Linked DNA regions of Mus musculus: all the other regions are linked to region 5. A link is a contact called in public promoter capture Hi-C data. All regions are on one chromosome and are shown on one strand. Each heading gives the region's core, a stretch centred on a gene start, on an enhancer-like site or on the middle of the called end of the contact. The rest is flanking DNA. Distances are from core to core; before and after follow the strand shown. Region 1 holds the start of Slfn2 (schlafen 2). Region 2 holds the start of Zfp830 (zinc finger protein 830). Region 3 holds the start of Fndc8 (fibronectin type III domain containing 8). Region 4 holds the start of Pex12 (peroxisomal biogenesis factor 12). Region 5 holds the start of C030013C21Rik (RIKEN cDNA C030013C21 gene).

Region 1 (3,911 bases), core at 1,381-3,880, 2.6 Mb after region 5:
AATACTTCACCCTCCTCCTGCCCCTTCTCTTTTCTCCTCATGTTCTCTTTCTCCTCCCTCATCATCTATATCAGGAACCTAGGAATTCTTCAAGGGCTTGAGCCAAACACCATTTCCAACGAAGTCTCAAATGCACCTTGGATGTTCATCCTGCAGACGTATGATTTTTCTGATAGGTTATTTCATCACCACTAGTGAAGTTCACCAACCCCAAGGAAGAAGGCCACAGAAGTCTCCATGGGAAGGAGGGGGGAAGAGAAAGAAAGGGCCACAGAGAGAGAAGAGAAGGAAAGGGGGAGGAGGAAGAGAAGGAAGAAGAAGAGGAGGAGGAGAGCAAAAATGGGGGCAGGGTATGCCAGGTAGGGACTGAGGGATGCTGGGAGGACATGGGGGCCAGGTCTGCTTTGATATGTAAAAAAATGTACCTCAGTCCCCTGTCCCAGGGTCCAAACCCACTCTCCTCACAAGCTTTTTAGACTTCCTTTGGATTTCTGGGGACTCTAAAGGTGGATCCATGGAGATTCAGATTCGATTCTTCACAGAGAACTTTACTTTTGAAGCAGTGTAACCTGACAGTTGTATTTCTGTCACTTCATCTCTGGTTAAATAATATGTCCTTTCTTCTCCCCGTCTCCATCTGCCTCTTCATCCAGTGCAGACATTCCTGGATGGCTTATAAATGTGGTTACCTCATAACTCTGAGCTTGGAGATGACCTCTGATCACCAATTAGGCAGCAAAAACTGACCAGTCAGGAACAACGGGATGGTCACTGAGGTCGGGAGCTGACTGTTCCTGAAGGGAAATTGCATCACATATTTATAAAGTATGAGACCACAGAGAGAGGTGGAGGTTGGTGGCTCCTAGCGTTGTACAATCACATTTTGACACAAGGGGTTGGGCAATGGTGTCTCCATTGCTCTTTTGCTCTGACTTAGGCAGGGCGGGGTGGGGGTGGGGGTTGGTAGGTGGGGCAGTTGTCAGTCATAGGACAGGAGAAAGTATTGGTGATAAATTGGTGATTAGGCCTTATCTGGGCCACCTGGCTTGAAGGTCTTTGACTCCAAGCCCTGGTGGTCAGGCCTTACCCTGGATATTTGACCTGTAACTCAAGATGAGAAGGCAACAAAGGAGCTAGTTCCTGGGAACATAGACTCAGCTGGACCCTGCCAGCCGATGGAGAACTTGTCCCCGAGGTGGCTGGACTCGGAGAGCTGTCTCCTTATAAATGCTCTCCTGGCTGCCTCCTTCCTTAAGCCTGGGCACTGCACTTTGTCCTTGATGGAGAAGTCCCCAGAGTTTGCTGCAGTTCTAATCCCAGACCTTTGGAGTTGAATTCCTTCTCACTGACTTTGGAACTGAACTGGAGCTCGGAGGAGGAGCTCGGAGGAGGAGCTCGGAGGAGGAGGAGGAGGAGGAGGAGGAGGGAGGAGGGAGGAGAGTGAAGAGGGGAGAGAAAGAAGAGAAGACTTCAGGCACACAGAGCATGGGCACTGGACTTTCTCCACCCAGCAGCTGCCTCTGTCCAGATGCTGCTCCTCCCTGGCTCCCCCACTTTCCCTACCCCTGTTCTTTTCTTCCTCATGTCCCTCAAAGCCCTGGTTGTTGGCTTGCCCTGGTCTCTGGCTAGTCTTGTGACATTCCTTAGGAACGGGAGGGTACAGTTCTGAGCAAGAGGTTGTGCTTGGGATACTGGAGGAGGGTGACTCATTGGACTCCCCCTAGCAACTTCTTCTTTCACCTCCTGACAAGTACAGAAGGAAAATTTTGTCTTTCTTCATTTTTGGTCTTCTTCATTACTGATGCAAATATTCTCCTTTACGTTTTTGCATGTTTCCATCAACCCACGAGAACTCCAGAAACCTCCTGTACTTTATTTCTTAAATTAGAGATTAAGAAAGAGATTCTAAAGGTCTCTGAGTCAGTTTCCTCAGAGCTGGTCTGGTGGTGACAGGCAATGAAACAGCCCACAGGGAAGAAAGAGCCCTGTTCTGGACCCTTAGGCTGGAGGGACAGTGGAGTTCTGGACCTCTGGAAGGGCAGTCAGTGCTCTTATCCACTGAACCATCTCTCCAGCCCTATTTCTTTTCTTTTCTTATCTTTTCTTTTTTAATATTTATTTTATTGGATATTTTCTTTATTTACATTTCAAATGTTATCCCCTTTCCTGGTCCTGGCCCCGGTCCTTCCTTCCTCCCCCAACTCCCTCTCCCATCCACCCCCAACTCCCTTTCCCTTCCCTCAAGCCCCCTCTCCCACCCCACCCCCCCTCCCCAATCAGTTTCTTAAGGCTGGTTAGGGAGGTGTTACTGTAACAAAGTAGCAAAAGAGGTGTACTGCTTTAGGGTAGCCCTGGGAATCCCATAGAGAGAAGGAATCTGCTGGCAGAGAGGATCCTGCTGTGCCCATCTTAAACCCGGGACTGGAGGGACTCTAAAGGCGTTAACAAGGGCACCTGCTCTTTTGAGCAAATGGACTTTGCTGCTTGGGAATGCCTGAGGCAGATAGAAATCTGACTAGTCAACTGTGAGCTTGTGTTACAGTCTGCCCAATAGAAAAGTGGAGGCAGGGCTTTCACTTCCTGGAGGGTGACAGTTCTGGGATTTCCAGTCTTCCACCAGTCTGTGCAATGCTTTAATGCAGCAAGGAACAAAGAACTCACATGGGCTTAGAGGTGAACACACAACCAGGGCTGCAGTTAGAACTCTTCCAAGTGCCAAAGCCCACCGGCGAAGACATCTGCTGGCCAGGACTTGTTGCAGACAGAGGGTCTTTCTCAGGTGACACTAGCCTGCTTTACCAAGACTGCTGACATGGGTACTAGACTTGAGGCAACTGAGCAAAGCAACCACAGAACTCAGAGGTAAGTAACCACAGACATATAGTCTACTCAAGTCCTACCCCTAATGTCATTTCTGTCCCTCACTTCCAACCCTGGGTACAGTCTAGTTGCTCTGGGACCATGGTTAGTTTCTGTCTCTACTGGCATCTTGGCTCCTTAGAGCCTTGGTAGCCCATTTTAACAAAGTGTTAACAAACCGGCTGTGAAGGGATTAGGCACCTGGTGAGCTGTCTGGGAGGGCAAATGCCTGTGTCTTCTTGGTTCAGGGGAGGACCAGGGAGAGAGCTTAGGTTCTGCTTGGCCTGAGCCTGAACTATTGAGGCAGACGGTGGGAGGATGAAAATGCAAGCCAGGCGTTGGGTACTTTTGGCAGGTCTGTGCCATGGTGTATCCCTGAGAAAATATGTCATGCAACAGATCTCGTGTAAGAGGTTTATTTGGGAGAGGAGAGTGAAAGGTGCCTCAGAGTTGAAACAGTAAGGAGGGAAAAGGGCAGACAGGCAGAGAGAGACATGGAAACACACAGGAGGTAAGGTTGAGAGAAATGAGAGCAGAGGAGGAGAAGGGGAGAGGAAGGGGGAGAGATATCTGTGGTGTGTGGGGCCCTTTTATCCACACACAGCAGGCACCTGGCACAGTTAGCAGGGGCAGGAGAAGAAATAAGCAGCCTCTAGTCCCTAGGAAATCAGGCTCCTGCTGGTCATCAGAGCATCTTGAGGGTTCCCCACTGGATCCTGTGGGAGGATAAGTAAATGTGTCTGAGCGACAGGAAGAAGGGGAACTGTATTCAAGATGAGAAACGAGATAGGTGCACTAGAGCCCTGAAAAGCTTATAATGTTCTCTTCCACCAACTGCCAAGCACTTTCAGAGGTGTGCAAAGAATTCTCCATCTCTTCTTTTCCTCCAAGAGGCAGCTACTACTGCTCCTGCCTCTGTGTTTGCCTGCCAATCTGCAGTGCCTGCATCTGGATGCCATGCTCTTTCCCTCTGAGGACAGCTAACAAGACACTTTAAATTCCAGACCAAAGTCTCTGAGAACTTTCTCTAGTCGACACTAGCATTTTGGGGG
Region 2 (3,628 bases), core at 414-2,913, 2.3 Mb after region 5:
GATAAAAATAAATATTTTTTTAAAAGTATGAAACAGAGTACAAATCTACAAATTTCTGTAGGTTTTTATCTTGGTGAATGTCATGATTCAGCCACTGAATTTAGTTGTCTAGTGCCTTGCATTTATTAAATCACCAAGCTTAGTCAATTCTACAATTAAAATGCCTTTGGACATCTCTCTCCAATTTAATTGTTATCCTTCCTAGACTGCTTAGACAGCATCTTGTCTCCTAATTTGAATCAACCCTCCATGCTACATCTTTCTAAAAGGCAATGGGATTCAGTTTCCTGATCACCAATCCTTCAAAGATGTTACATTCTCTACCATCTTCAAGATAAAAATCCAGGTAATTTATCAGTAACATACTTGGCCTTTTCCAAACTCTCCTGTTCCATCCACCATTATTCCCACAGTAGGTCTTTCTGTTCCCTTAATGCATTATAATGTTTATTTCTGGTGGATTTACACCACTAGGAGGTCTTGATTCCTGTCACTCATTCTTCTACAACTCTGATCAAACATCCCCTGATATCTGAGAGGATTTTCCTTCAATCATCGGTAATTGGGCCCTTTCCTCTGTAAAATCATTTGCATCTCTATATAATTGACATACCTGTCACTGCCATGTCACTTTAAGGATACCATCTCAAAGGCTAGAGAGATGGCTCAGCAGTTAAAAAGCACTTATTGTTTTTGAAGAGGATCTGAGCTTGGTCTCCAGCACCCATATCAAATGGCTTACAACTGCCTATAACTCGAGTTCTAGGGATCTGTCACCCTCTGACCTCTGGGGGCATCTGCTCACACCTGATGCACATAAACTCAGACAGATGTGCACACGTAAATATAAATCAGGTTTTTAAAGGAAAGGACAGAAACTATCCCATCTGTTTTTCCAGCATCTAGTGTTAAGTGGACTCGTTTACTATAAACGCTACTTTGCTCATTCCTCTCAGGGTGTCTCTTTCCCAAGAGACCTTTTGATCTCCCCTACTCTTCTTTCTTCGTAAAACAATGGTGCTAAATAAACATATGTCCAAATGGATGACTAAACATGAAGAACTGTAGGTGCGGAGAGTCCCAACTGCTGGAAGATAATGGAACTTGAATTTGAACCTATGCCTGCCTAGCTCCAAAGCCAGTACCACTCCACCACGTCAAAACAATACTGCCTGCGGCGGAGCTGCAGCCCAACGTCTGCTGAGCGCGCGCACAAGGCTAACAGTTTCTATTGACGGAGTCTTTTCTTCGGGGAGGCGCTCTCTTCCTCGGCTAGAGAATCCTAAGAGCAGGAGTGAGAGAGAGGAAACCGGGTGTCTAAATGTCGCAGCATTGCTCACAGGTTTTCACTGATCAGCATCAGAATCAGAGTGAGCCGCGACACCCCGCACACTCTAGCGGCATCTCACATTTTTAGCGCGCCCTTAGGACCCAAGGTGGGACGCAGCACATCCTGCAGCCCACGGGCGGCGCAGATGTTCACAGCCAAGGCCGCTTGGCTCCGGGTCACTTCAGCGCCAGGGTTAGCGATTTTGATCGCAGCCATGGTTCAACAGTCCAGCCCCAAACTTGCCGACTCCGAACCCTGGCGCCACGCCCACACTCCTGAGTGTGGGCCAATCGGCGCCATAACAGGAAGTGACGCTATCACGCCTCGGAAGCTAGACTCGCCTGAGTCCTGGGCGCAAACATGGCGTCCTCCACCTCTACTCGGACTCCGGCTGGGAAGCGAGTGGTGAATCAGGAAGAACTGAGGCGCTTGATGAGGGAGAAGCAGCGCCTGAGCACCAACCGGAAGAGGATCGAATCTCCATTCGCCAAGTACAACCGTCTGGGGCAGCTGAGCTGCGCACTGTGTAACACCCCGGTCAAGAGCGAGCTCCTGTGGCAGACCCATGTTCTGGGAAAGCAGCACCGGGAGAGAGTAGCGGAGCTGAAAGGCGCCAAAGGAGCAACCCAGGGCCCGTCGACCGGCACTGTACCTCAGGCCACCAAGAGGAGAGCGACGGATGTGGAGAGCCAAGACGCCAAGAAAGCCAAGGCCTCCGCGGGACCTCAGGTACAGCCCTCCACCTCAGCCTCGTCCGCCAACTTGGATGCCGCTAGGGCGGCCCCCAGTAAACCTGGACTCGGTTTACTGCCTGATTATGACGATGAGGAAGAGGAGGAAGAAGAGGGAGGTGGAGAAGAAAGAAGGGACAGCAGCAAGCATCTTCCGGATGCACAGGGCAAAGAACACTCGCTTGCCTCTCCGAGGGAGACAACAAGCAATGTGCTGCCAAACGATCCGTTTAATACAAATCCTCCCAAGGCCCCCTTAGTTCCTCATTCAGGGTCCATTGAGAAAGCAGAAATACATGAAAAAGTGGTGGAAAGAAGAGAGAACACCGCCGAAGCATTACCAGAAGGGTTCTTCGACGACCCTGAGGTAGATGCAAAGGTCCGGAAGGTGGATGCCCCAAAGGATCAGATGGACAAAGAGTGGGACGAGTTTCAAAAGGCTATGAGGCAAGTCAACACTATCTCTGAAGCGATCGTTGCTGAAGAGGATGAGGAGGGACGGTTGGACCGGCAGATTGGAGAGATTGATGAGCAGATAGAATGTTACCGCCGAGTGGAAAAGCTGCGGAATCGCCAGGATGAAATAAAAAACAAACTTAAAGAGGTTTTGACCATAAAAGAACTTCAGAAAAAGGAAGAGGAGAATGTGGACAGTGACGACGAAGGAGAATTACAGGATTTGCTGTCTCAGGACTGGAGGGTAAAGGGGGCTTTGCTGTAAGGTTTTGAAGACCCAAGCTTTCCATCAGTCCCCGCTGTCCCTTAAAAAGTGCTGTGTCCAAGTTCTTGGGTTCCTCTGACCTTGGATACCCCTAATTGTTGGGATAAAGTAAGCCAGTGAGGAGTAATACTTTGGGGATGGTACTGTGTGCGGTGCTATTTATTATAAAATGTTTGAGGTAAAACCGTTTTTGACATTTTTGAAATTATAACCACAAATTGCCAACTTTTTCATCTTTACAGGTTCAATGTGGTTTTTCAGTTGTAAAATCTAAGTTGTAAATATTGCACATAGCTAAGTATATATTTATATAAGTCACTCTGTTTTGATCCTTATATTAGTCAGATAAAAAAGACACATGTTTATATGACCTCGATGTATATATATTTTCAAGCCTTAAACTCCAAGGGTTGGCGCTTTGGGAAGGTTGTTTTTAGAAGGCCACTCATAAACACATATTCTTCATAAAGCAGTGGATGGGTATTCTTTTTTCAAAAGCATACAGATGTCCAGACTCCAGCACAGTGTTTCTTTTGACAAGATCAATGATTGCTAAGTTGTACATCAGTATCACCTGTGAAACTTTTGATTGTTCATGGAATGTCAAATCGCCTATGAAGCTTTAGTGCCTGAGCCCCATCTTAAAGAGGTTTTGACCATAAAAGATTCCATAAATTAAATGGGATCCAGATGACAATATTCTTGACTATTCCCAGGTTATTCTAGTATTTGCCCAGGTTGGAGATTCAGCTGCCTTAAGTGTAAAACCTATCTATATATTTTTCAGGCTTTGTTTTCCTTGAACATGCTCTGTAGTTTACTGTACTCCCTGCCCCCGAGTGCTGC
Region 3 (3,688 bases), core at 1,176-3,675, 2.4 Mb after region 5:
TGGAAGTCTTCAGTTCCTCATAGAGATCTGCGCCATTTAAGGGGAAAGCCGAGAACTGCGCCAGCAACACCCTCCTCAGGGCAACGAGGGCCTGCCAATAGGGCGGACACTCAGGCTCCAGGCCCGCCAGATTGCCCCCTCAGAGCAGCGCCCCCCCCCCCCCCCATCTATCCCAAGGAACTCTGATCCTGCAGCGTGGGGGCGCAGCTGGAAGAGGGGTTGGAATGGAGCTTGCAGATCGCGAGCTCACCTTGTAGGACAAGCCACACTTCTGGGCTACTTCCTCCAAGTCAGCAGCTGCCAGGTCTGCCACTGGAAAGAGAGCAGGTGCAGGTGATTGGCAGCAGGAATGGCTTAGCCTTGCCACATTTGCCTTTTGCTCTGTTGTCAAACGGGATTAAGGTCTTATTCTACTACCTATCTCGAGCACGCAGGCCCTGATGCAGGACCGACCCCGCAAAGGGCCCAGCACTCAGTAAAATCCTCTGCCTCGGCTCCTGCGAACCCAGCTTCCTCAGAAAGTCAGAGGAAGAGTGCGGCCATCCTGTTAGAGCAAAAGGCCCCGTATGTGTACCACGACCACGGTGCCGACCCCCGGGGTAGTGCCCATGAGGTCACCTGTTTTTATCTTTCGGCCTCTGAGAAGCTGGACGGTCTCCTCGGTGAGGCCCGGGCACAGCCCTGCCCTGAGCATGCCCATAGTCCCTACAAACCCAGGATGCCCTGGGGGCTCTCTGTCACTTGGGCGCTCGCCGAGTCCCCCACTCTGGGCATTCCTCAGTTCTACTTAGGGAAAAGGTCCTGGCGTGCCAGCGCGGGACGAAGGGGCGGGAAGAGGATGCAAGTCGAGGTGAGGGACACTAACCCTTCCCAACTCGCAAGACTCTAGGCGCCCTAGGCCCGCCCCCTCCGGCCGACGCTTCCGGGTTCCGGGACTGGAGCGTCTTTTGTAGGCCAGGCCTGCAGCGCCATCTGCTGACCATGAGGGCAAACACAGAGGCTTTGCGACTCGCGCCAGCCACCTGCAAGCACACCTAGAGCTTACATACATGCACAGAGACACAAGCACACACACCGACACACACACACACACACACACACACACACACACACACACACACACACACACACACACACACACACACACACACACACACACATTTTGTGTGTCCAGCGAGTCTTCCAACGAGTCTCTTGTGTATACCAGCCTCTATTTGCAAAGCTAGGGGACACTCACTCTACCTAACTCAATATTTACAGAGTGAAGCATCCCTGACTTCTAGTAGCATTCTTGTTAGGAAGACAATGAAAGTGGATCAATTCAGATCATTACAGATTGTATGATCAAGCTGAGATCCAGCGAAGTTCACAGAGAGTACCTGTGTCCCTATATTTTCCAAATTTATCAAGTTCTATCTTACGTATATAGATGTTTTGCCTGCATGGATGTCTATGCAATCCTGGCATGCCTGGTACCCAAGGCAGCCAGAGAGAGGGTCAGATCCCTTGGACTGGAGTTACAGATGGTTAAGAGCCACCATGTGGGTACTGGTCTTCTGGGAGAGCAGTCAGTGCTCTTAACCACTTAGCCATTTGTCTAGCCCAACATTTTCCAGAGGTTTTAATGGAAGTAGGGAAATGCTTGAGTATATAAAATACTATTTTGATTTTTTTAACCACATCTAGTGGAAGAAATAAAGCAGTTTTACAAAACCCACGAGTGAGGTTCTATTTCTGCCTGTATTTTGTAGTTGAAGGAATTTGGGCTCAGTAAGATTGTTATTCTTTGATTTATACAGATAGGAAGCACAGAACTGAATCTCCAGTCCATATCCAGCTGCAGGGCTCATTTTTAGAAATATCTCCTCATGTTCACCATTGTCTCTCAATCTTTCAAGGTGTTTGGAATCCTGGCCCTGAAACCAGCTACTCTGTGAGCTACAACCCACAGTAAGCTTTCACTGTGCCTGCGTTACTGGCTATGGTGGGATTTGCTGCTTAGATCCCAGGATAGAGAGCCTTAGAAGTATCAGTAGGCAAAGGCCTTCTCTTCAAAGTCTGGTTGGCTCAGGCCAAGTGGTGTTCTCTGTGCCACTAGCCTGCTACCCCTTCCTGGACAGCTCTAAAGAGGCACAGGCAATTAAGCCTTTTGAAGTCCTCAGAAGAGGACCGAGTAGTTGTGACCACAAACGTGACCTAGAGAGGGTCATGTGTGCTGGAAGGGGCCATCAAGTTTCTTTCTTGGCTCAAGCCCACCCCTAACCCAGGCGTTTGGTCTGTCCAGCTGCACAGCAAACTTCCTATCAAGGGGAGGCTGGCCCCCCGATTGTTACACTCTGTGATGATTGTGAAGTCAGAGCACTGCAAACCTTCTCACCCAAATGAAGGGTGAGACCTTTGCCTCAGTTTTTCTCTGCTTCCTGCCAGCTGGTTGTCCTGGAGGGTGGTGGCAACCCTGCGCCCCACCCACACCAGATGGCGACGGTATTCTGTAAAGTGGGGGGTGGAGAGGAGGCTGTACCGAAGAAGGAAGCCCTCAATGTTATCAATGTGATTGACCAACTGCCAAAGCCCTGTCCAAATCCTAAGTTTATTAACCGGTCCATGGCTACCAAAGGCCTCCTGCTCCCGTCAAGACGCAGCTTGGCCAGCTTCTCAGAGGAAGAAAACACCGATGTCATGTAAGACACGATTTGGGGTCCTCATTTCTAAGGCTGGAGAAGCTTTGCAGCCCACTGTGGTGGGTCCTTCAGGGAAGAACATATCAGGAGGTTCCCCATGCACCCGCCCTGAGCCCCACATCAGTTTTGAGAGGATGTGGGTTCCCCATTCTAGCTGACCTTCCTGGACTAGCCAGGGGGTGCTTCCTATTCTGCTTGCCACTCTCTGCTACCCCTGTCTTCTCTCCCTCATTTCTCTCACTTTAATGCCCCACCTGCCTTCCAGCTGAGGTTCACTGGTCTGCTAAGTCAGTCTGAATTTTCTCTGCTTCATACCACAAAACTCTCTGCTTCCTGGTGAGAAATATGACCCAGCATCAAGTTGGGGGATGCAGAGGTGGGAAACATGGTCCCTGCCTCCAAAAAAAATGTCACGCCTGGTGCCAGTGGTGTCAGAGGTGGGGGGCATCAGACAATAAAGGAGATACAGTACAGCCTGGTAAATGCCGTCACAGGGCAGCTTGAGAAACCAAGGGCTTGGGATAGCTTGGGATATGGTGCAAAAAAGGGAGACTTCTTAGAGGAAGATTTCCAGGGAAACGGTGTGCAGGGTGACTACTGAGGAAATAGTACAATCTCATTGAAGTGACCCGTGAGTGGGCCCTGGGCTTAATCTAATGTTCTGTTAGCACTGTCTTGAGCTACTATGTGGATGCTGGGAATTGAACTCTGTCTTCTACAAGAACAGCCAGTGCGTGCTCTTAACCACTGAGTCATCTCTCCAGCCCCAGACATGAAATCTTTTTTTGTTTGTTTGTTTGTTTGTTTTCGAGACAGGGTTTCTCTGTGTAGCCCTGGCTGTCCTGGAACTCACTCTGTAGACCAGGATGGTCTCAAACTCAGAAATCTGCTTGTCTCTGTCTCCCAAGTGCTGGGATTAAAGGTGTGTGCCACCACCGCCCATCGAAATCTTTTATAATTGCTTTTTTTTTTTTTTTTTTTTTTTTGCTGGGCAGTGGTGACACATG
Region 4 (3,937 bases), core at 1,163-3,662, 2.8 Mb after region 5:
TAAACTCTGGTGTTCTGGTTTTTAAAAGATTTATGTTTGTGTCTGCTTGTTTGTACACACACCAAATGCATGCAGGTGCCGTTTGGGCCAGGTGACCTAAAGTTATAGGCAGTTGTAAACTGCCACATATGGGTTCTGGGGGTTGATCTCTGTTCCTCTGGAAGAGCAGTACATGCCATTTACATAACCACGGTGCCATTTCTCCTGCTGTACCCCAAACTTCTTTGTTTGTTTGTTTTTGTTTTTCGAGACAGGGTTTCTGTGTGTAGCCCTGGCCGTCCTGGAACTCACTTTGTAGACCAGGCTGGTCTGGAACTCAGAAATCCGCCTGCCTCTGCCTCCCAAGTGCTGGGATTAAAGGTGTGTGCCACCACTGCCCGGCCCCCAAGCTGTTTTTAACAACAGAAACTTAGGTTTTGATTTGAGAAAGGCATCAGATACTTAACTTTAGAGAATTTTTAAATGGAAGATAGATAATCCATCCAGAAGAAGCAGTTTACCTAAAAAGTAACTTATCAACACTGGGATGCATACATGTTGAACTTGTGAGAGAATTAACACTCCACAAAGGTAATGTTGCATCCTTGGTAAGAAGTCTTTAGAATTAATTATATCGCTTTGCCTTGAATCTTTGCTCTGCCATCTTCTGGCTAGTGGTTCCCTCAACTGTTAAATGAAGCCACTGCATTTAATTCAGGTTGTGATGAGGCATAAGATAACACAAAGCAAATACCACGCATGGGGCTCTTACATACACCAAGCATGCACAAAGGTGTGCCTATTATGAGAGAGGTCACCAGGATGGTGGCCCATGCTTTATGGATGTGAGGAATAACTTCTGTGACTTAATAGCTAGGGTAGACCGGATGATTGGTACAAATTTTCAAATTTTGTTAATAAAGGGGTTTTAGGAATGGCCTTACCTTCTGACGGGCTCCTGCATTGCACTGGCTTCAACCAGTCTCTGTTTGATAGCTTGCATGTCCTGAGCTGTCAGTCGAGCTAACCGAACTCCAGCCAGTTTCAGCAGGGGAGAGTGATGCTCAGCTTTCCCCAAGATGTAACGCAGTTGTTGTGTAAGAAACCAGCCTTCCCAGGCCATGTTAACAAAAGGGTAGGCCGCCAGAAAGGCTCTGTAGAATCGTTTCCAGCGAGAAGAAGGGGGGTGAATAGAGTATTCGTCTTCTTCTCTCAAGCTAGAAGCCAGCTTCTCTAGCTTCACTTTCAGATAGGGAAGAAGGACAAGGAACATGGCAGATTTCCAGAGGTGTTCCTTGGGAAGACCAGCACTGGCCGGTCTCTGAAGATGCGGCGAGCTCCCTGCCACAATCCGCTTTAAGCCATAAAAGTGTTCAGAAAATGAGGCACTAGTTCTAGAAAGATAATGCTGCTGGAGCAGGAAGTCTAGCAGAGTGAAGATTTCATCAAACCACCGCCAGAGGAAGCCATAGTGCGCAGGATTTGATTCTGCAAGAACCTGATGCAAAAACATTTTATTACAGTCTTCAGTTTGTATTCACATCAGCCTTTTCCTTTTAAATTCAATACACCTGGCTTAAGTAATTGGCTTTTGGGGTATAGTCTGAGTTCCTGAGGTCATAGGAATGGAGTACAGAGCTCTTTGAATGGATGCCCATTAAGTCCTGGATACAAATGACACATGGCGATCATTGCAAACTTAGGGTTACTAGTAAAATGTTTGGAGTTTTATCCAGTCGTCCCTGAAACGATTCAGAGAAGTAATACCTTACCTTGACCACATGCTGAAGAGCGGGTCTCACTGCTGTCATTAAACTGTCCTGTGCTACCACCTCAAAGATGGATGGCTGGTCGTCCGCCACTGAAGCAGTTGTGATGTGAGCCCCATACTCAGCCATTGTGTCTTGTGTGAACTGGGATTCACTTTTCCCACGAACACTCTAGTGAGCATGAACTTGTTTTTGTATCAAACGGGTGCTGAGTCTTAGTCCTTCTGCATGGCACCTGAAACTAAAAATTGAATTTTACAGGAGTGAAAAATCAACGGGGGTGGGTGGGGGGAGCTTATATGGAGGCGGAGGAGAGGGAGTCTCAAAGTAAGGACTGTTAACTCCGGAGCTGGGGACGTGGCACGTGGGGTCTGGGGAATGACTTGTCAAATGCTGCACCTCACAGGGCAGAGCGTGACTCGGAGGCGGGGAGTGGGCCAAGAAACGTGTCGCTCGAACCGCAGTCCGGGAGCTGCGAGGCCCGGCTCCGGCGGCTGCCTGAGAAGCGCCCGTCCTTGCTTGCTGACCTCGGGCACGGAGCAGAGGACCCGTGACGCCACCTGCGAAAGGAGGTCTCGGCTTTGTGACCGAAACCGTACCCGGAAACAGAAGCTCCGAGGACCTCCACACGGCGGGCGGAAGACAGGCGCTCTAGCATCGAATGTAGCCCTGAGCCGGAACTCGGGAACTCTATGACCAACTGGGACTTCCGTTTCCGCCCCCCTGACGACGAGGCGACGGGTTAGTGCAGTGAGTGCATTCTGTTCCTGGTTAGCTCTGAGCGAAGCTTCCTGGAGGGCGGTACTCGAGCCTCTGTGCCGAGCTGGGGTCCCTGCCTGACGCCGGTTGCCATGGGAGATCAAGCCAGGTCCTTTCTGCCAGGTGGTGCTTAGCTCAAAGTCGGCCACCTTCCCGAGTGTTAGTCAGTTATCAGCAAGTTTTACTAAAATGACAAAAGATTCATTCTTGCCTACCAGAATTTAGGACGGCTACTTTTTTACTTACTTACAGACAGCTTAACTTGTCATCCATGTGTAAAATTAAGTTATAGCTCTAGGCACATTCTGCTAGATGAAATTGATTCCTGCCCTCCAGCTCAGTAGGTATTAGCAGTATTAGCAGCGCAGGGATCGTTATGATTCTCGAACTGAATAGTAGCATTCAGCTCTAGAGGACCTTAGGGTATAAAAGTGGGCAATTGGTTTGTATAATGAGAACCTTATAAAGGGATTGGTTTTAGTTTCAATTTAAATTTTGAAGTTTTTTTATAGTTCTAAAGTATGATCCATACTTCACTAAAGTCACTGTCAGAAGTGCAATTGTTGAATTTCTAAAAAGTATTAAAGATTTTTGTTTTAAATAATGTTTGTTTCAGCTTAAAAGTTTTTTTGATTTTTGGTTTTTTTTTTCGAGACAGGGTTTCTCTGTGTAGCCCTTGGCTGATCTGGAACTCACTCTGTAGACCAGGCTGATCTCGAACTCAGAAATCCGCCTGCCTCTGCCTCCCGAGTGCTGGGATTAAAGGCATGCGCCACCAACGCCCGGCTTCAGCTTAAGAGTCTTAAGGTTTATGTACATATCCTTGGCTAGCATTCAAGTTGGCTTTCGTGCTCAGCCTTGAGTTTTAAGGACCCGAGAACTACATAAAGCATCTGGTAAATATCGCATGCTAACCAATGGGGTCTTAATTTTAAAAAGATTTTTAGGTTGTACTAGTATTTGCTGGCACATATATGTATGTGCCACATGCAGCCTGGTAACTGCAAAGGTCAAAAAAGTATGTTTGATTCTCTGGAACTGGAGTTACAGACCATGTGTGTGCTGGGAACCAAAGTCAGGTCCTCTGCGAGAGCAACCAGTGCTGTTAACCACTGAGCCATCTCTCCAGCCCACCAAGCCACCTCTCCAGCCCACTGAGCCACCTCTCCAGCCCACTGAGCCATCTCTCCAGCCCACTGAGCCACCTCTCCAGCCCACTGAGCCACCTCTCCAGCCCACTGAGCCATCTCTCCAGCCCACTGAGCATCTCTCTAGCTGTTTATGCTTTTAAGTGAATAGCAAAAACACACAGCTAAGAAATAGCTAAAACAGGTAGAAAATGAAACATTTGCATCAATTAAGGTTTTTAGTTGCAAAGAACAGAAGCAGGCTATTTTAAAACAAAAGGAACTTAAACTCTAGGTGGGAAG
Region 5 (4,004 bases), core at 948-3,447:
GTTTGTGAGCCACCATGTGGGTGCTGGGCACTGAACCAGACCTTCTTAGATGCTGGATGCTGACTTAATGAGCATTATTACGGTACACGTGGTCAGCACTCTTGACAGATGAGATCTGCTGCCTCCTAAACAGACAGCAGAGTGTTGAGGGAGATGCAGGGCAGAGGGAGGACATGGTGGGAGGAGTAGGGAGAAGGTCAGCATGGCTCGGTGCGGGCGGAGTTTATGAAACTTAAAAGCAGTGTGAGGATGGACAAGGCAGTTGAGAACAGGGCTAGGGAGGTGCCAGAGCCAAAATATATTTCTGGTTTCCTTGTGGAAGAGCCAGATTGCTGTGTGTTCCATGCCCACATCCCAGTGATTGCTGGTCTCCTTACTATCTGAGATGCGCCCTCAGCCACTTAGCAGCACTGTGTGCCCACTGTACATAATGAAAGACCAGGAAGAGCCAGGGAGGAAGGAAAGGAAAAACAGGTACTTAGCACAGGAGGGACCTTGGTTATAATCGAACGGCTTTATTTCAGAGATACTATGCCTTGAGCTGGCTGGAGTGGTGCAAGCCTGCGGTCCCAGTACTAGGGAAATGGAGGCAGGTAGGATGAGGAGTTCAAGGTTAGCCTATGTTACAGAGGAGACCCTGCCAAAATAAACCAGGAAAGGAGAAAAAACTCACCCACCCAACCAAGCCAACAAAATGCCCTCAAACCACATAGGTGGTTAGTGGCAGAGTGACACTTGTATGGCACACCCAAGATTCCCACCCACTCGTTCATCGACTCACCCACTCTCCTACCCACCCAACTCACCCACCCACCCGACTCACCCACTTACCAACCCAACTCACTCATTCAGCCAAACCATCCACTCACCCAAGTTCACTCACTCACCCACGCACCCACCCACGCACCCAACTCACCTACCCACCCTCACCCACTTACCAACCCAACTCACTCACTCACCCACCCACCCATCTGCCCGCCCACTCAATTCACTCATAGGAGAAAGGGAGGCAGCACAGATCAGCACCTCTAATGGGAGTACACGAGAGCCACAGCAAGAGTCCACAGGAAACCCACAGGTCTGTCAGGAGTCACTCCTGTCAGTCTCATGACCAACTAGACCTTCAGGGCCATCCTGTGGGAGGGAAAAATGGCTGGGGGGGCAGTCTTTTCTGGCCCTGGACAAGTCGGGATCAACAGGGCAAATTTCCTAACCTCTGCTTGCCTCTGTCCTGGGCCATGAATGGGAATCTAGGGGAGATCCAAACTGAACGATCCAGGACAGAGTACGCTCAGCACCATGGCTGGAGAGCCACAACAGCCTCACGAGCACACCCTGTGATCGCTGTGCTGATGACCACAGAGCTGCGACAACCAGGGGTCAATTCGTTTTTCTTACAAAAAAGCATCAATGGCTTCATATGCTCAGGAAAGCACATCTATTCTCTCCGATGCTAAATGAGCATATTTATCTGTGTAGTTTCCCACGCTATAACCACCCCCGTTTCTGATTTTGATGGACCGTGTTTCCTTTTGATGTCACCTCAGGGTTTTTTTTTTTTTTTTTTTTTTTTTTTTTTTTTTTTTGCTTTGCTGGTGAGAAAGTCCCAGTTTAGTTTCACAATTAAAAAGAGAGTCACACACACACCTCTGTTGAGTATCCGGGCCCCTGCACACTTGCTGCTCAGGCCACCGGTTCAAGTTTAGGGTACAAACAGGAAACTGTTCATTCCTACTTCGTTACTTCTGTTTCCCGAGGCATCAACACAACTTGGGTTACAGCTGAGATTAGAAACCGGAAGCAGTCAGTAGGCAACAGCCTGGGCTACCAGTTGTGAAGTGGCAGCAGGAGGTTTGATCTACACAGACACATGGACTCTGAAGGCCTTTGATGCCGCCTGGGCCACCGGGTGGGTATTCCTCTGACATCCACTCTGAGGGCCCAGACTGCCACCCGCAATCTCCTTCCCCACACTTCTTTCTAAGGCTTGGTAGCTTGCTGCGAGTTAGCTCTTGGTTATTTTTAGCCCCACTAACTGCTTGAGAGGCAGCTGCAAGGCGGCAGCTGTGGAAGGCAGCTGCCGCGGCTTGATCTCTAGCCGGTATTATCTGACAGCTCTCGGCATGTGAGTTCTAAGATCCCCCTTTCTTTAGGTGAGCTCACAAGCTTTTCTCCTGGGGATGACATCAGATCTGTGTGTCCGATCACCTGCTCTGGTGGGGGACATGTGCAGAATTCCGCTAGAAAGGGAGATTCCAAATGTTTCTGACCCATAAACGCCAGGTGTGACGCAGGGGCCCTCCCACAGGGTTTCTAAGATGAGGGAGCGCCACAGAACTTCTGTCCTGCAAACTCTGATGTCACAAAAGAATGCAGAGAGAATGAGGCAGCTCACTAGCCTGCCTGGAGCCCCCTTCAGAGCCAGCATCAGATGAGACAGGTACCAGGCTGATGTGCGTACGCTATCCAGGAGAACTGGTCCAGATCCCATCTCCTCTGCTCTCTTGCATGGCTTTGCTTCTTGGCACACACACACCTCCTGCCTGCCTTTCTCTGGAGGGTCTTCAGCTACAGCATACAGCTTTTTGCCTTTAGGCTTCTGCATAGACTGTTTCCAATCTAGGTGGCGTTTAGACCTGCTTCTAGGTGTTAATTTGGGAGCTTTTTCTTGCTCCCATGTCAGCCTCACTTGTCCCTTAACCGCATTACTCCGAGGGCTGTATGGAACATTACTTTTAGGCATCTATTTTCTTTATAAATCTAAACCCTTTTAGCTAGCACATAGTGAGGCTCGGCAGATAGCTGACTGATGATGTCTTGGACTCCCCAAGAATTCCTCCCTCCCCCATCTATGCCTTTTTTTTTTTTTTTTTTTTTTTTTTTTTTTTGACATCAAATGTTCTTCACTGGGGACGGAACGCACAGTCTTGTGCACGCTAGGCCAATGCTCGGTAAACTGAGCTACATTTCCAGTCTCCAATTTTCTGTTCTTCAAATTGCCTCTTTTTCAATTGATCTCAATATATTCAAACTGAGTCCTTTGTCAATTCCCTGTCAGAAAAAGGGCTTCAGAGAAGAGATGTATGAAAATGCTGGGCTCGAAGGCACATTTGGGCTAAGGATACACACACAGGTAAACAGAGAAGAGCGGGGCTGGCTAGCTGAGCCTTTGTCGCCAGCCTCTTGAAACTTTCTTTTCTGTGGGTTGAGAAGCCTGAACCCCTGTTCCCAAGGCATTCTTGACAAGGAGTTTGCCCATCAAGACGACTTTCCCATTAACCTTGTGGCGCTGTTCTCAGCTGCCTCTCACAGAGCCCCTCTTAGGGCAGCGAGGCAGTTCACACCTGTGTCTACATTCTCTGGTGCACCTCCTTCTCTACCCAACCTCCACCATGCCAGACACAAGCCAGTGGAAACACTGGCTTCATACACAGCACCATGCTGAAGTCGTTTCCCAGCCCCCACCATTACAGTAAGTGGGGTAAGATACAAGTTTCTGCTTTAAAACGGGCACGTGAACACAGTCTCCATCCAACCAAGGGCTGCAGAAGAGCCCTCGGGTGCTCGACTGTCCGCCCCGGGGTTCCACTTGCTCTTCCTTGTACTGTTCTATCTCCATCCAGTCTCTTAGGTGACCAGATCCACCCCTTCTCGTTCCGGGGAAGCTTCCTATCTTAGGACTTGCTCCTCAGGTTCAAGGATCTAGCCTGCAGCCTCACTTATATAAGCTTGGTGGAAGGCATTTAATATACCCTGGGCCAATCAGAGCCTTTGCCTGGGGTTCATAGATTTTGAGGTAGAAAAGTTCCCCCTGTTTTTTGTTTGGTTTTGTTTTTAGGCTGTTAAACTGGCTGCAAGTGTGCCTAGGTATTCCCTATGCGGAAGCACACTATACACAGAGATGGAAAGTGGAGAAGGAGAGACAGGCAGGAGGGAGGAAGCAAAGGACTTGATGGTTCCCAATTCCTGTTCTAGGGCTTCACAGTCCACAGGCTGTCAGCTCC

Evidence for each region. Promoter capture Hi-C pulls out the DNA fragments that hold promoters and counts their contacts.
Region 1: a promoter capture Hi-C map of liver shows a contact between it and region 5, with 4 times the contacts expected there. The contact joins the promoter of Slfn2 here to the promoter of C030013C21Rik in region 5. A contact is called at or near these places in 2 of 39 promoter capture datasets (liver and pre-B cells) and 1 of 115 datasets of contacts at active chromatin or transcription factors (bone marrow-derived dendritic cells).
Region 2: a contact with region 5 is called in a promoter capture Hi-C map of pre-B cells, with 3 times the contacts expected there. The contact joins the promoter of Zfp830 here to the promoter of C030013C21Rik in region 5. A contact is called at or near these places in 2 of 39 promoter capture datasets (the 3T3-L1 cell line and pre-B cells) and 1 of 115 datasets of contacts at active chromatin or transcription factors (astrocytes).
Region 3: a contact with region 5 is called in a promoter capture Hi-C map of liver, with 5 times the contacts expected there. The contact joins the promoter of Fndc8 here to the promoter of C030013C21Rik in region 5. A contact is called at or near these places in 2 of 39 promoter capture datasets (liver and pre-B cells).
Region 4: a contact with region 5 is called in a promoter capture Hi-C map of pre-B cells, with 3 times the contacts expected there. The contact joins the promoter of Pex12 here to the promoter of C030013C21Rik in region 5. A contact is called at or near these places in 4 of 39 promoter capture datasets (the 3T3-L1 cell line, hippocampal neurons, liver and 1 more), 1 of 484 Hi-C or Micro-C datasets (B cells) and 1 of 115 datasets of contacts at active chromatin or transcription factors (astrocytes).

What each region holds. Positions count from the first base shown.
Region 1 is chr11:83,062,482-83,066,392 of GRCm38.p6, forward strand. Slfn2 (schlafen 2) reads left to right here and starts at 2,631. Exons shown (of 2, transcript NM_011408.1): 1 at 2,631-2,862. The coding sequence starts at 2,813. It overlaps Gm20234 (a long non-coding RNA gene), which reads right to left. Exons shown (of 2, transcript XR_388923.4): 2 at 3,260-3,575.
Region 2 is chr11:82,762,682-82,766,309 of GRCm38.p6, forward strand. It overlaps Zfp830 (zinc finger protein 830), which reads left to right and starts at 1,664. Exons shown (of 1, transcript NM_025884.4): 1 at 1,664-3,628. The coding sequence starts at 1,691. The coding sequence ends at 2,782. Cct6b (chaperonin containing Tcp1, subunit 6b (zeta)) reads right to left here and starts at 1,640. Exons shown (of 14, transcript NM_009839.3): 1 at 1,410-1,640. The coding sequence starts at 1,546.
Region 3 is chr11:82,889,720-82,893,407 of GRCm38.p6, forward strand. It overlaps Fndc8 (fibronectin type III domain containing 8), which reads left to right and starts at 2,426. Exons shown (of 4, transcript NM_030224.1): 1 at 2,426-2,681. The coding sequence starts at 2,476. Rad51d (RAD51 paralog D) reads right to left here and starts at 905. Exons shown (of 10, transcript NM_011235.4): 1 at 619-905; 2 at 251-312; 3 at 1-91. The coding sequence starts at 700.
Region 4 is chr11:83,296,565-83,300,501 of GRCm38.p6, forward strand. Pex12 (peroxisomal biogenesis factor 12) reads right to left here and starts at 2,413. Exons shown (of 4, transcript NM_001364762.1): 1 at 2,148-2,413; 2 at 1,752-1,989; 3 at 924-1,477. The coding sequence starts at 1,877. It also overlaps a transcript of Ap2b1 not described here.
Region 5 is chr11:80,506,909-80,510,912 of GRCm38.p6, forward strand. It overlaps C030013C21Rik (RIKEN cDNA C030013C21 gene), which reads right to left and starts at 2,198. Exons shown (of 3, transcript NR_126552.1): 1 at 1,648-2,198; 2 at 1,027-1,134; 3 at 502-637. The region is part of intron 21 of Myo1d (myosin ID); the gene reads right to left. It overlaps Gm31109 (a long non-coding RNA gene), which reads left to right and starts at 2,369. Exons shown (of 2, transcript XR_003949722.1): 1 at 2,369-2,453.